2 separate regions of the Mus musculus genome follow, and region 2 is linked to region 1. The links are chromatin contacts, called in public HiChIP or PLAC-seq maps. All regions are on one chromosome and are shown on one strand. The core of a region is the stretch at or near the end of the contact, and the rest is flanking DNA. Distances in the headings are between cores, read along the strand shown. Region 1 has its middle 130 kb from the start of Runx2os3. Region 2 overlaps Runx2 (runt related transcription factor 2).

Region 1 (7,606 bases), core at 475-2,974:
ATTGAGAACCTTTGAGTGCAAATCACAAAGTGCCCATGGACACAGGTATAGAGAGCCCATGAGCATAGGTCATAAGGATCCTAGAAACACAGGTGACACTTGCTGTTCTGGAGCCCAGCCCAGGTGAGCATGGAGTGTGCATCTAGAGAGGCATAGAGGCCCCCAACATGAAAATGAATAGCAATGTTAAAGGGCCCCTCATTCCTCTGCACCCTGAAGGCCAGATAGTGAGCAAGACACATAGATGGGGGCTCATAGGAAGCCTATGGTCTACTGAAAATACCGACCTGATTGGTTCACGGGTTAAAGTAAGATGACGTGTCATGTAAGAGACCCAAAGCTGCTAGGGTTTTACTGGTATTGTTTCTGTTACATTCCCCTAAACTGAAAAGTGAGCCACCGCCAACAGATAGCACGGATGCTGGGAGAGAGCACTTTTCCTAATTGGCTGTTTATTCTTTTACCAGAAACCAGGCACTGCTTGCCTCTCATCTTCTATCATGCACTCCCTTCCAAAGTTATTCTCTCTTTGATAGTTTGAGAAAACAGACTTTTGGTTTTGGAACGGGTGCCTTGTTTAATCCTGGTTTTTGCAATCGTGGTAAATCAGAGAGAAGGATATGTCCAGTGGGCAACACAAGAATGTTTTATTTGTGCAAGAAAATGAAAATAAGAGTTTTGGGTTTTTTTGTTTTGTTTTGTTTTGCTTTGCTTTGTTTTGCTTTGCTTTTTGGTTTGTTTTGAGTTGTAGGAATTGAGGTTGCTGGTGCTTTGCTGTTTAACATCTCAAGATGTGTTTTACTTCCAATCTGTTCTGGACTTTATCCAACAAGAACAATGACATTTCTATTAACTAGTACTATTTTAAAGCCGGTTGCCCTACAGGATCTTCCTTAAAGATGGTTTAAAAAAAAGAAGAAGAAGAAGAAGAAGAAGAAGAAGAAGAAGAAGGAGGCATGCTTTGACCAGGAGTTTGAAGTCTGCCTTTATGGGAGGGGGGGGAGGATGCGGGGAGAGGGCAGCGAGATGATAGGGTGTTGGGGAAACTGGAAGAGAGACTCTTTATTCTGGAGTGTTTATTACCAGGACATCCAGTCCTGATCCCAGAATTGACAAAGCCCTGTGTTAACTTAGGAAAATGGAGAAGAGCTGGCTAGACTTCAGAAAAGCATGCAAACAAATTTACAATATGATAGGTTCACGATATTAAATTAAGTATATAGCAATCACAAATCTTTCAACACATTCTGGAGCAATGAAAAAAGACAGAGAGAGAGAGAGAGAAAGAGGCAGAAAAGAGAGGGGAGAAAATGAAAGACCCCCCCCCCAAACCAGCTGAGCCAGTAGTTAAAGCCTTTTTAATTTAACAGACCCCATTTTTTATGGTCTCCAGGACATGCTGCTGGCTTTTTGAGCTGTCACATGATCGCTTATCCAGATGTGAGGGTGGATATCTGGGACAGGACCAGCCAGAAACCGCAGCCCTTTCCTCCAGCTTGTAGCTTGTTACTGTAACTCAACCGTACTCTGCCGGCTACAGAAGCCCTGCATTAATATGTGGTACAACAACAATAACACAGGAGGGGATAAAGTTAACCAAACACTCACAGGAATCTGGAAAAGAGGGGGGGGGGGAAGCTGGGCCAGGGCAGGAGGGAAACAGGGAGGAGAGCCAACTCAGGTTTGTTTGTCAGCTCCACACAACACTGAAAATGAAACCTCCAAGTGTGTGGTGGTCTGAAAACTTCCCCTTTTCTCACCTACTGTGAACAGCTTTTACCCAGGGACAAGACTTCCTGCAGCTTTCTTCAGGAAATTAGCAAATGCCTCTGTTTGGAACTTCAGGTTGCAGGAACCCACAGCAAAGCCAGAAAGGGCCTCAAGAACCACAGAGTGCAGGGCTTCTCCTTCAAAAGAAATTTCTGGAAGCCCAGACCTGGACCACAGAGGGGACAGGAGAGGGAGGGTAAAGAAGCAACTGCTTTCTAGCCTCCCTTTGCACCTTTGCCAGTGACCTTTAGGAGACTCTTTCCCCAAGCTGCCCAGACAGCCTCCAGCAACCCATTAAATTCATTAAGCCTTGAATTTTTTTTTCCATGTGTGAAGTGGCAATGATACAGCCTGCCTAGAGGAGATGCATCCAGGATTAGAGAAAGCCCTGGCCTAATACCTGATCCAAATACTTTCATTTGTTTCTGAATTCATAAACACTGAAAAACCACCTACTATGTGCCACACATTATAGGGCCAGAATTCCTGAAAGTAGGAACTGTACATACAAACAGGGAGTGTCACATGATGACATGATGAATATGTAAACAGGTCAGTGTACACAAAGATGGGCACTACCATGAAAAGGGAAAGAGGAGCAGATCTGCTGGGGAGCCAGGGATATTTGGGGATTAGTATCAAGCATCAAGTATCTCTTGAAAGGTCTCTTTGAAAGACAGCAAGGTTCTGGCTCAGTGGGTGAAGATACTTGCCACCCAGTTTGATGACACGAGTCTCATCCCTCAACAACCATATGGCAGAAGGAGAAAACTGACTACTACAAGTTGTCTTCTGACTTCCACATGCGCACCATGGCACCAAGGCATGTCCTAGGTCACAAAGGAAACCCGTCGGCTCAGATAATTGGTCTGCCCTATGTCTACCCTTGCTGTTGAACCTGACTGGCTCATCAAAATCAATGCTGTGGAATATCTCAGATACGCCTCGCTAGAGATCTCACTCTTCTGCCCAAGGATTGTTTCTGAGGCTTGGTGAGTGTAGTGGTTGAAACTGAGACAACTCTTGGGCCTGTGTCCGTGTGGGAGAGTTCAGATTAGGTTAGTTGAGGTAGGATGCCCCATGATCAGTGCCATCGATGGACTGAGGTTCTAGGTTGAACAAAAAACGATTAAGAGAGTGGAGCAAGCATTCAGATCTCTCTGCTTCCTGCCTAGGAATGCAGTGTGAGCGGTCAGTTTACACTTGTACTGCCATGGGGATGCCATGATTGACTGAACCCTCAAACCACAAGCCAAAATAAACCAACCCTTCCTTCCTTAGCTCTCATTTTGTCTAATATTTTTGCCACAGCAGCAAGGAAAATACCTAAGGCATAGGGCCTGGGACTCATCTCTAACCATTCGGTGAGCCAGGAGCATCGAGCAAATTTCACATGGCTAGTTGGCTGATGGGTTTCCTCCAGCCCATAAAATGAGGAGTTAAGGCAAGTAAGCTCTGTATTTCACACCACTGTGACTCTCACCGAAGGGGCCCACTTGACAGGTAAGAGTGACACATTTATTAATGGTGGGGTTTGTGCTCTTCCTGTCTTGGCTTAGACCCTCACAGTGCCCCGCAGCAGACCCCAGACTGACTTCTTTCCCCAGGTCCCCTGAGCCTGTTGCATATTGAGGAGCCTTTCCCCTCTCCCCTTGAGTGTCAATCCTCCCAAGGCCCTGTGCTCTCCTCGGCTTGCCTTCAGAGCCAGTGCTGAGAAGAGAGATTTATTTCTTCTACTTTCTGTGGAGAGAGCTTCACAGAAGATGTATTGTTCCCAGCTAGATTTTCATCAATGCTGTGGAAGAGGCAGGAAATCTCCTCCCCAGAAATAATGTCAAATGTCTTAGAAGTCATTGACTGAAAACGCATTAAAGAGAAACCTATAACGGGTTCACTTAAGTATCACGCAGGGTATCTATATTTTACATGGAAATGTGACGTGATGCCTACACACATGTTAAGGTAAGTTATCTCAGGGTCAGATGGGCATTTGTAGTAGGATTTCTCTCTCTCCCCCATAATGCACCATGAATTATGCTGCTATTGGTATAACAAGGGTCATAACCAAGAAGAAATAGCTGCCCCGCTGAGGTTTTTCTTTTATACTGAAAATATTCAGATGGGACATGCAACACACGGCTCTTCACTCCCAGCCTCAACTACAGTCATCGAGTTCAGCTTAACATGTTTTTCTTCAGTTTAAGATGAACCAAGAGTCCCCTGACTGTGGTCTCTCCGTTCGATTGGTACCCATAGAACATCTTCTTCTACAAGTATTCTCACATCCACTGTGCTAAGTTCATCTTTACAAACAGAAAGACCCCACTTAGAAATATGAAATTTCACTGGGCATAGAGAGGTGTCAGGGGTCAGGAGACTAAGGCAGCAGGGGCAGCTTGAGCTCAAGGCTAACCTGTGCTACAGTGTGGGACTCTATCTCAAAAAAAAACAAACAAACAAAACAAAACAAAACAAAACAAACCCCCTCAAACAGAAATGGGGTGGGGAAATGGGGGAAGGCAGGGGAGAAGGAGAATTTGTAGAAAGGTCATGCTCCAGTCTTCCCGCTCTTCATTTCTCTAAGATGTAATCTGATCAGCCATTTATTTTATGGGCATATTGGCACATTCTCAACTAGTCTAATAATTAAAAAACATGACCATCTTCAGCTCTGACACTGGTACGTTCAAGTAGCTTCTCTATATTTCTGGGCTCTGCTCGTTCTCCCTGGCTGGTTGTCCAGCTGGTTTTGATCATCTCTTCTCTTGGGGAGAGACAGCACGAGGGAGGCAGAGATGAGGGTCTGATTCCTTTCTAGAGGTTGAGCTTGGACCTGTCCGTGAGTTCCAGAACCGTTGTTGTTGTTGTCACTTTCGAGACAGTGAGTTGTTATGACACACGTGGTGGGAAGCAGTTCTGCAAACAGATGGTATTTAATAGTTGCACACGTGTCACTGTCACCCTGCACATCCCCTTTTCACCCATAGCTGATGGAGGAGTTCAGTGATGGAAATCCATTCACAGGGAATACTGGTCCCTTAGAGAATTATTCTAGGCCACTCATGTGGCTCATGGGAAACCAGTTTATGCATTCAGCAGGCCTTCTGTGTTCTCTTCCATTCTGTTCTCTTTCTTTTAGGTATTTGGGGCTTCCTTCCTCTGTTGGAGTTATAGCAGGAGCAATTTTGAGGCAACCATTCCATGAAGACTTTCAACTCACATCCCACTATCACCTACTGGTTTTCCTCAAATAAGTGACTTGCTCCCATCATTTCTCAGGATCACATCCATGTCTAGTCTTGGAATGGCCACATTTGAGTCAGGTTTTAGGCCTTTTCACGGGAGCAGAGAGACTCTTAAGGCAAGGCAAGGAAGGAAGCAGACATTTTCCTTCCCACCCCAGAGCCCTTCCAGTTATGTGTCTCCTAGGAGTTTCCCCAGCTCTTTGTGCAGGGCCTTATATCCTCATTGAAACAAGCCTCCTGCTTGACCCCATATGTCTAACCCAGGGGTCAGCCCCCCAAGCCTAAGTCTTGGGGCATCTAGGCAGTCTGCAAGTAGGCAGAGCACAAGCTTGCTGCCTGGGCAGCTTTGTGAGCCTGGCAGTTGGAAAACCATCCGGATCTGCCTTGTCCTGAATAAGCGTGACATGAGGTCCGAGAGCAGAGGAAGGAGGAAGAACCAGGCAGATCCGTGTGAAATCCCATGGTTTCAGTTCACAGGGACTTGGGGCGACTCCTTTCAGTTTCAATGAACACGGCTCTCCTTCCTTGAAGGAGAAGTTCTGACTTTTAGGCTGAAAGCAGATAAACGGAGCCTAAACCACAAGTCTTGATGTACTTTCAGGATGAGTAAAGGATGAGAAAAAGGGTAGCCAGGCTCTGCCCAGCTGCGTTCCCAGGCTGGCCCTGGTCCCCCTCCAGCATTCTGTAAGTCCTCTTTAGCTCTCTGCCCAACCGGAGTCCAGCTGAAGTGGGACCCACACAACCTCTGTGTAGCTTATCCCAGAGGTTCAACCTAGGGGAACAAAACCTGAGGGGGATGATCAGGGCCTATTGTTCAAAGACCAGATATTGCCCTAACAATGACGGTGATCAACAGGGAGTCCAAATTGAACCTGAGTCCCTGACTATCTGTACAATCTTGAAAGGTGATTGTTGAATTCTTGATGTGTTAATGACTTTTAAACATTCCTATTGCTTGTCTTGCTCACTCAAATCATACTGTCTCTAGTGTACTGGTTAACGCCACAAGTTTAATAGAGACTTCTGTTACTAAGCCAGGCCCCACAGATGTGCAGAGGGGTTTTCCAAAAAGTTAATAAGGGGTAATTAAAAATTGGAGGTAGGGTCCAAGTGAGATGGCTGGATAATTAAAGGTGTTTGCTTGCTTGCCACCAAACCTGATGACCTAAGTTTGATCCCTGGGTCCCATATAGTGGAAGGAAAGAACCAACTCTTACATGTTGTGCTCTGGCCTCCATATATGCCATAGAATATGTGCAATGCACATGCATGAACGTATGCACACACAGGCAACTAATAAATATAACTTGTGTGTGCCTCTGTGGGTTCATATGCACCCCATGTGTGCAGGAGCCCTTGGAGCTAGAGTTACATGTGGTCATAAGCCACCGTGTGAGTGCTGGGAACTGAGCTGAGGTTGTCTGGAAGAGCAGGTAGTTCTCTTAACTGCTAAGCCATCTCTCCATCCCTATTATAATTTTTTAAAGGAAAGAATTGAATGTTTGGGAGAATGAGAAGGATGCTAAACACTTGAGGGCCCAGATGAGAAAAGGAAGAAACACTGGAGTCCTGGTGTGCCTGAAAGACATGAAAGGATTGTGGGCTGGGGGATTATGTGGCAGCGAGCGCAGCCACCGTCAAGCAGCACTGCAGAGCTTGACTGCAGAGCAGACACCTCCTTGCAGGACCACCCTCAGCATCTCTGCAGCAAGCCATGAGATGGTCTTTCAGCCAAAATGACATCTTCAGCTCTATCTCAACTGAGAGACAGGAGTCACCGGAAGACTGATCCCCTCGCCCGTGCCCCAGGCATTTCCAAAGAGTAAAGGTAGAAGGCTGGAGAGAGGAAGATACAGAGAGACTTAACTTGGCTTGGAGCAGGGTGGGGGGATGGATAACCAACTCCTAGGTTGTTTTGGCTTCCAGAAAGTAAAGACTTTATGTGTCAGAAACTGACTGGCCTAAGTCCTTTTAATTCTGCCCAAGAGTATGTATTATAAGAACATTTGAAATAGAAAGGAAACCCACTGTGTTGATGGGGAACTAAGCAATTGTGTGTGTGTGTGTGTGTGTGTGTGTGTGTGTGTGTGTGTGTGTGTGTGTGTGTGTATGTGTGTGTGTGTGTTAAAATTATGCACCTTTATGTAGTGTATATTACCTAGAAAAAGATCCTAGATATATGTTTAAATGAAAATAATCAAGCATGCTTTTGGCAAGTCAGAAATCTGAGGCACAGTTTCCCTAAAGAACTTGCTTTCAAGATTCTCCGTCTCTTCCCCTCTCCCTCTCCCCCCCCCCACTCTGTGTGTGTGTGTGTGTGTGTGTGTGTGTGTGTGTGTAGGGGAAGTGGATGCATGCCACAACACAGGGGTGAACATCAGAGCACAACTTCCAGGAGTTGGTTTTCTCTGTCTCACATGTAGATTTTGTAGATTTTGGGGGAAGAAACTGGAGTAGTCAGGGCTGAGAGCAGGCAGCAGACATTTTTACCTGCTGAGTCATCTCTTTGACTCTCATTAATTTGCTATAAATCTAGTTTGTAAATCTAGTTTGCTGTCCAAATCTAGTTTATCTGATTTCTACTATGAGAA
Region 2 (7,306 bases), core at 2,142-4,641, 220 kb after region 1:
AGCAAGGTCCCTAGGCAACTAATAAAGAGGAATAGCATGTATACATATATTACATACATGATCATATACATATATTACATACATTTACGTAAAACCAACATGAAACTATAAGGAAAAAAGATGATGTCATAGAAAGGAATGGAAGAATGAAATCAACACGTTCTCTGGAGAGAAACCTAAAGACAGATTCAACCAGAATGAAGCAAGAGGTAGCACACAGATTCTTCTTGCTATTACTAGATGAGTCCAGAAAGAAGAAAATACAAAATGGAGTCTTTGGGACAAGAATTTGATTGTTCTCAGATAATCATCCCTCTCTGATTCTAATACAATCTACAGAGACTAAGGGAATCCCATCAGACAGAAATCCGAGCACCTTCTCCACGTCACTTTGTGGACATTACTGACAGGCCAAAGAACAGCATGAGCCTGTGGCTGCCAGTCCCTCCCAGGAGCCTTGCTCTTTAAAGACGGGAACTCACGCTTCATCTCGACTGTGCGCAGAACCTGCCTCCCACAGCTAACAGACAGGAGACAGTGTTTACACACAGGATTTGTGCTCTTTTTATAAATGAGAATTGTGATCAGCAGCTTCCTCCAGTGAGATTTCCGGCACACACATGGGCGAAGCAGCAAGCCTATTTACCTGGACGCCCTGCCCAGTGGTTCTCAAAGGAAGGAGCCTGGACAGGACTTTCCGGTGACTGCAGAAAGTCAAACACAGTGCCACCAATGGAAAACAGAATGACTTCCAATGGAGTGGCTGTTTTTGAGTTGGTGGCCTCACCTCTTTTAGGCTCCATGGTGCCTCTGGGTAATAGGGACACATTGGCTTGCTTCCCTCTCCAAATCCATACTGGTGGACCCAGCAGCCACTCTGTCTGAGCCTCTCTTGGGTTCCCCGTCAGTCACATTCACAGCTACCCCCATCCGACCCATGCCCACATCTCCTCCTGGCTTGTCTCCCCTCCCAGAACTATGTGGTCACTTGGCATTTGAAGAGAATAGCAATTTGAGACACACACTACTCAGCTGTCCTGTCCTACTTCTGAGAGGATTATGCTGATAAACGCTTCAGGACAAGCAACAGTGGACTGAGCCTAGGTCAGCCAAGCGTGCATAGGTTAATCCCACTAGCATAGTTGGCTAGAGATCCTCTTAGTTTCTAAAGGAGCTTTATTCCCCCCGAGGGACTACAGAATCAGATTGAAGTGGAGGATGATGACCTAACCCTTATCGAGGTAACTGCTCGTGCAATTTATATGGCCTTGGACTATCTGGTAAATCATTCCACCTAGTTATGATTTTTAAAATTATTGTTATAAACACATGCTTTATAGAACTACACTTTAATCATTAACAATGATTTTGCTGCATACTAAAGTATGAGCTAGATACTCCTCATGTATCTCTTTTAGGAGACCATCTTCCCTGGGGTTCCTAAATAATACCCAGTGGAAAGCAGAAAATGGAAGTGGTCACACATGACACGTGTTCACTTCGATGGTTAATGACATGTTCAACCTGATAGAGGTACAGGTGGCTGCCTCCTAAAAATTTGACACTCAGAAACAACGACTGTAACAATGGAGTCGACTTCAGCCACCTACATCTATTTGCAGAACATCTTAAGGCATCAATAAACACTTTAAAGTACAGATCAGAAACTCCAGAAGTAGCCCTTTAAGAAGTGTGTCTTCTCTAGCACACAGGACAGTATTCAATTTGGCCCTGGAACTATGCGGATGTTTCTTAAATCTTTTATTTAATAGTCAGGAGTTGTACGTAGGATCCTGGGAGAGCTACTTTATTTTTCTGGCCCTCGGTTGCCACAACAATACTGCCTACCTAAAAGCCCCATTGTGAAGGATTGTGACTTAACCTCATTGGAACAGTGCCTGGCTCGTGATATGCAACAATAAATGATAGCTAATAAGAATCCAATCAAATAGAAACTACAAAGACTAAGTCCAGGATAATATTCCATCATACTTCCTGAAGAAATCAATGACCTATTTATTCATTTATCACCAAGCCCTAGGCATTACTGAAGACAATAGGGACACAACGATGAATATAACATGGCCTCAGAGTTTGAAAAATGGAAAATCTGATGCAAGAGACAATGTGTGGTCAAGTCGTTGTCCCCACATGGAACGTGATGTAATGGAGTGTTGCACAAGGTGGCAAGGGAGCCTGACTCAGTGAGTGGACCAGAAGAGGCCTGGCAGAGGCATGGCAATTGGCCCAAGTCTGGAAAAAAGAATGTCTGGGGGAAAACAATAAACAGAAGGATATGCCAGGAAAAAGTAGGGATATGGTGGCATATTACTAAAGAGACTGTGAGTGAACTGTCAGATGAGCGGCACGCACATTCCACGAGGAGAAAGCCACTGTAAAGGATACAATGGCCCATCTAGTAGATACCCAAGAATCTAGTCCTGCCTGAGGGTCTACTGAAAATGGAAGTCATACCAGAAACAAACAAACACTATCCTAAATACTTCCAGCATCTACATTCATGGAAAATTAATTTTCATTTAGTATTTAACTAACAACTCATACCCTTCTCCAAGTCTTCCCCCACACCATAAAATGATATCCCTGTTCTCCAGCTGCCCAGGTAAAAAAGCTCCAAGTTCTACACTCCCTGTAGTGTCATTAGATCAGCCCCTGGAGCAGCACCTTGACCATAAGCCTGCTTCTACCGTTGGCCCATGGGATGCATGCACCCTATACAGAGCACCCGAAGGTGGCATGTAAACATGTCGGTGATTAGAGAACACCCATCCCTTGGTTCCTATCCTTCAGTGGCCCCATCCTCTGAGGTCCTCCATAGCTTTGCCACGGCCTGCTTTTCTGAGTCTGCTCATTCTCAAGAGTCCTCCCACCTGCATGAGTCCTCCCACTGCTTACGTGCTGCTCCTCACAGGCCTGTCTCCAAAGATTCCTTCCCCAACTTTACAATCGAAATTAGTTGCTTCCCTTCCTCCTAAGTTGCTCTCTGTACTAAGTGCTTCATTTTCTGCTCCTGGACACTTATTTTGAAACGATGTCATGTGTACTCGTTCTACTCCTTTATTGGCTGTAAATGTCACTGAAATGTAAGCTAATGAGAGAGGACCAGGCCCTCTTATAAAAACATATTTGCACAGAAGATTACATGAAGTAGACTGCAGATATAAAACACTGCATTTTCAAAATTTCATAAAAGCCATTGCAAAAACTGCATCTATTTGATTCACTTACAACAGTGCCTAGCAAAACATTAAGCCTCAATTGACTTCCTGCATAAATGATTAAGAGAAAAATATCAGTATATACTGTCCTTCCAGTGATGAGATCAAAATTCCATCCCACAGAGCCCAAGGGCATGAATCACCAGAATTACTTTTACGTACAACTGTGTCATACAGAGAATTTACAGTGGCAGCTGTCATGAGAAGCGCCTCCTAGCATGGCATCTTCAACCTCCAAAACCATTGCCACATGCTGAGTCAAAGGGGGTTGGCATTTGCAACAGGCTAGGTGTTTCCTGGTGCCAAGAGACAGGCAGCAGATGTCAGAATGATAAAAAAGAGTTGGGGAGGAGGCAACTTCCTCAGGAAGCTGTGGGGAGGCCCTGGTCCCTCAGGCAGAAAGAACATGAGCCATCAAAGACATCAACAGAGCGGCACCACCGGCCTGGCACAGCAGAGAAGCCAGCCCACCATATGGCTGGAACCTTTGGCCCTAGGAACTGCAAGAGACATTAGAAAAGGCTAATTATGAACCACTAAGCACTAACTATTTCCTTGAACTTCATTTTGCTGTGCTGGGACTCTGAAGAAGTCATCTGCCTTTGATGTTGGGCAAGACGAAGAACTTCAGATGCGCATACAACCATGACCACTGTGTGCTGTGAGGGGGTAAACACCTCAAGAGAACCAAGCTAACAAGAGAGAATCAGGCTCTGTGACAAACATCCTTGAACAGAGAATTACATGAACTAGAATGCCGATAGGAAATGCCAAGAAGTTACCACTCTAGGCAAGTCTCAAGAATGTGAGTTCTGCAGCTCCTTCTAGTATGAAACCAACTGGTTTAACAGCAGAGAATTATATAGAAATGTGGTTTCTGCCATAGTTCACTTTCAGGAAACAAGAATGGCCTGGATAAGAAATTAGAAAGCACGGTCCATGCTAACAAGAAAATCATGATACAGTTCTGCTGTTTTTGCACCTATTTCTTCTCTATTGGATTCTCATCAAGTCTACATTTAGTGAGACTCTTTGCTTCAGAGAAGTCCACACCAGCCAATGGAGAAAAACAGATACACAGAAGCTGAGAAACAGTGGCATTCCCACAAATGCTCAGAGAATGGAAAGGAGCTTTTGGAGAAAGGCTCTTCCCAGGAAGATAATGAAGAGATCTGGGGAGGAATTCCACCTCCTCAGTAGACTGACTACTATGAAAAGCATGGTGCGTGAGGGCCAAGATCCAAATGAGCCTCTTTGGCTAGAGTAGATGAAGAAAAGCACTTTTCCCTGCTCTCTGCCCTGCCAAAGATGGGCTCTCTGCATGTGCTGGGATCAAAAGCACACTTAGTAAATAAACAAGAAGGTGAATCCTGAGATTCACCCATGATGTAGCTACTGTCCTGGGTGTTCCTGGATTTCCTGCTTGTCTAGTTTCAAAGACTCGGCATACCCTTTACTACTTGCAGGCATCTTTGTCCCCGCATCCTCGCAACAACATGAGGACATTTAAAGAACATCCACACAACCAAGAGCAGAGCATGTCCAGATACACCTGTACACCTTTGCTTTGGGAGGCTGGAGAAAAAGCTATCATGACCAAAAGAGGACAATGAAGAAAACTGTGAAAACAACTGATCCTTAATTGGCCCACCAATACCAAAGCCCCCCATGTGAAGGACCAGTATCTTATAAGACAGACTTCTAGGATGCTATCAATACCTGTGGAATGCCATAATTTCATTTTAAGAAATGGACCCAGGGAATATTAGCTGTCCTGCTGCTTCTAACATGCCAAGCAACTGCGAGCAAGGAGCTCAACCTTCCTGACCCTCTCAAGAGGGATGGTAGTGGAGAGATACTGCTGCCAACTGGAGGTGAACCTATTCTGCAGAAGGGGAGGTCAAACTCCTGATCTTCGCAGATGCTCTGCCCCCCCATAAGTCCCTGCTTTCTCAGAAGCTTACTCACACGTCTGCATGCAGGGATGCTGTTAAAGGTAGCCCCTCCCCCACTGCCTTTCCAATGTCTGGCTCAAGGATGTCTAAAGTACCTTTAGGTTCTCGGCTTTCTTGTTGTTGTTTGTTTTGTTTTGTTTGTTTGTTTGAGGCGGGGTTTCTCTGTATAGGTTTCTCTGTTCCAGGGCTGTCCTGGAACTCACTTTGTAGACCAGGTTGGTCTCGAACTCAGAAATCCGCCTGCCTATGCCTCCCAAGTGTTGGGATTAAAGGCGTGCGCCACCACTGCCTGGCTTACAGAGCTCTCCTGTGACTTTACTCATAGATTTAGGCCTCTTAAGTGGATCAAGCATCAGCCAGGTTCAAAGGGCCATTTTAAAGTCCCATAGTCCCATAGGAGGCTAGAAAGAATGAAGAGCAATGAAGCTCAGCAATAAAGAGCTCTTGTTGCTCTTATAGAGGATCCAGCACCCATAAGCTCTAGTTCCTGGGGATCTGATGCCCTCTTCTAGACTCTGAGAGCACCACATACATGCACTACACATTCATACATGCAGGCAAACACTCATGCACATTAAAGCAAGCAACATACTAAAACCATTAGTTGTCAATATGTTAACAAATAGTTAAAGATTAGAACATAGAAATGAAAAACTTAAGTAGCCTAGTAGTTACCAAATCATATGATGTATATATGCATATAAAAGTAATCATGACTGTAAATAATATAGAAACACATACCCTCCTCTCTCTCTCTCTCTCTCTCTCTCTCTCTCTCTCTCTCTCTCTCTCACACACACACACACACACACACACAAACACATGCACACATACAGACAGACTGAGAATTTTTATAAGATGGCTATTTTGAATCTTGATCAACTGAAGTCCAGTACTTTAAAGTTATAACATCCACAGGCTAGTGTGAACCTCACCCTTGCACTTTTATCATGAGCACATCTAGCACACATTTTTTAGCCATTTGCTTCATGAATGCTGTTTAAAGTTTCAGACAGGTTAAAATATGGTCCTCTCACAGAGTACTAACATTCTTCCAGTATACTGAGACATATTATTTTTTATTTTATTTTTTTTACAATTCCAAATTACTTTTTATGCAACTGCATTCATTTACTAAACAAACCCAAAGAAAGAAAAGGCTACTCTTAGGAAATATCCAAGAATACATTTGCAGAGCATGGGCAGGAGACCGAAAAGAGGTGGGTCAGAAACATTTCTGTTTTGAGACCGTTATGCATACTTAAGTATAGCCACTACAGAAGAAAACCTAGCCATCAAAAAAATGCACATTTAGGGTTTATTGCATGTTTTGTTTTGACTTGTTTTCTCATTAGTCTACTCTGCCTCTAGCAAGGACAACAAGAAGATGAAGTAATATTCTTTGACCTCTTGATATTTTTGACATGCAGATTAAAGATCTGCCACGATCCACACATTCTTGTCAACGGGACCTCAAAGCAATCAAACTGATCCTAAAGTAAGGTCTGTATTTGTACCAGTTGGGTAGAAAACCAAAAAGAGCTGGGATCTTAATGCATCATAGCCAGTTATGACCTGATGCTGGTGTTAAGAAGAAACAAAGTGACCTGCGCACTGAAACATATAAGCAGAAATGCAGTGTGGAGAACCGGAGCTAATTATGAATCCAAAATGGGTTCTGTCTGCCTGAAGAACTATTCACTGACCCTGCCTCTAACTACCAATCAAGGCTTCCTGTTAGCCCTTGGCTATTTTTGAAGCAAACTAAATGAAACTGTTATATGTGTAAGAAATTTACACTCAAATCCGAGTCGGCAACACTAATCTTCCAATGGTCAGGGTGTGATGCTGTCCCCTGCACCAGCTGGATACAATATAGAATTTATATCACACATTCTCCCACAGCACAGCTCTTCCCACCCCGCCACAGTGTACACGACACAGCTGTAAAGCCCAACATTAGCAGAAACCTTCATTTTCATCCCCAAGTTATCAAATGTCAAAACGGTCTTAATAAAAGGAAGAAATCAGTATCTTCGCATCTTAAGTTTTTCACGAGCCGATCGCAGCTCTGGAAGTCACGAAATGAACACATCTTATCTGGTAGCCCCT

What was found. HiChIP or PLAC-seq counts read pairs in DNA pulled down with a chosen protein or histone mark.
Region 2: a BATF HiChIP or PLAC-seq map of CD8 T cells shows a contact between it and region 1, with 5 read pairs. The contact joins two enhancer-like sites. A contact is called at or near these places in 1 of 484 Hi-C or Micro-C datasets (the HPC-7 cell line) and 2 of 115 datasets of contacts at active chromatin or transcription factors (CD8 T cells and bone marrow-derived macrophages).

Annotation. Positions count from the first base shown.
Region 1 is chr17:44,431,232-44,438,837 of GRCm38.p6, forward strand. No RefSeq gene overlaps it. Among named protein-coding and RNA genes, the nearest start is that of Runx2os3, 130 kb to the right of the region's middle. Within about 2 kb of position 1,725, at least 93 of the 459 cell types and tissues checked have an H3K27ac peak or open chromatin away from gene starts, as enhancers often do. A contact at or near this core is called in CD8 T cells, the HPC-7 cell line and bone marrow-derived macrophages, where this site is marked.
Region 2 is chr17:44,651,165-44,658,470 of GRCm38.p6, forward strand. All of the region lies in intron 4 of Runx2 (runt related transcription factor 2), which reads right to left. Among named protein-coding and RNA genes, the nearest start is that of Runx2, 82 kb to the right of the region's middle. Within about 2 kb of position 3,392, at least 94 of the 459 cell types and tissues checked have an H3K27ac peak or open chromatin away from gene starts, as enhancers often do. A contact at or near this core is called in CD8 T cells, the HPC-7 cell line and bone marrow-derived macrophages, where this site is marked.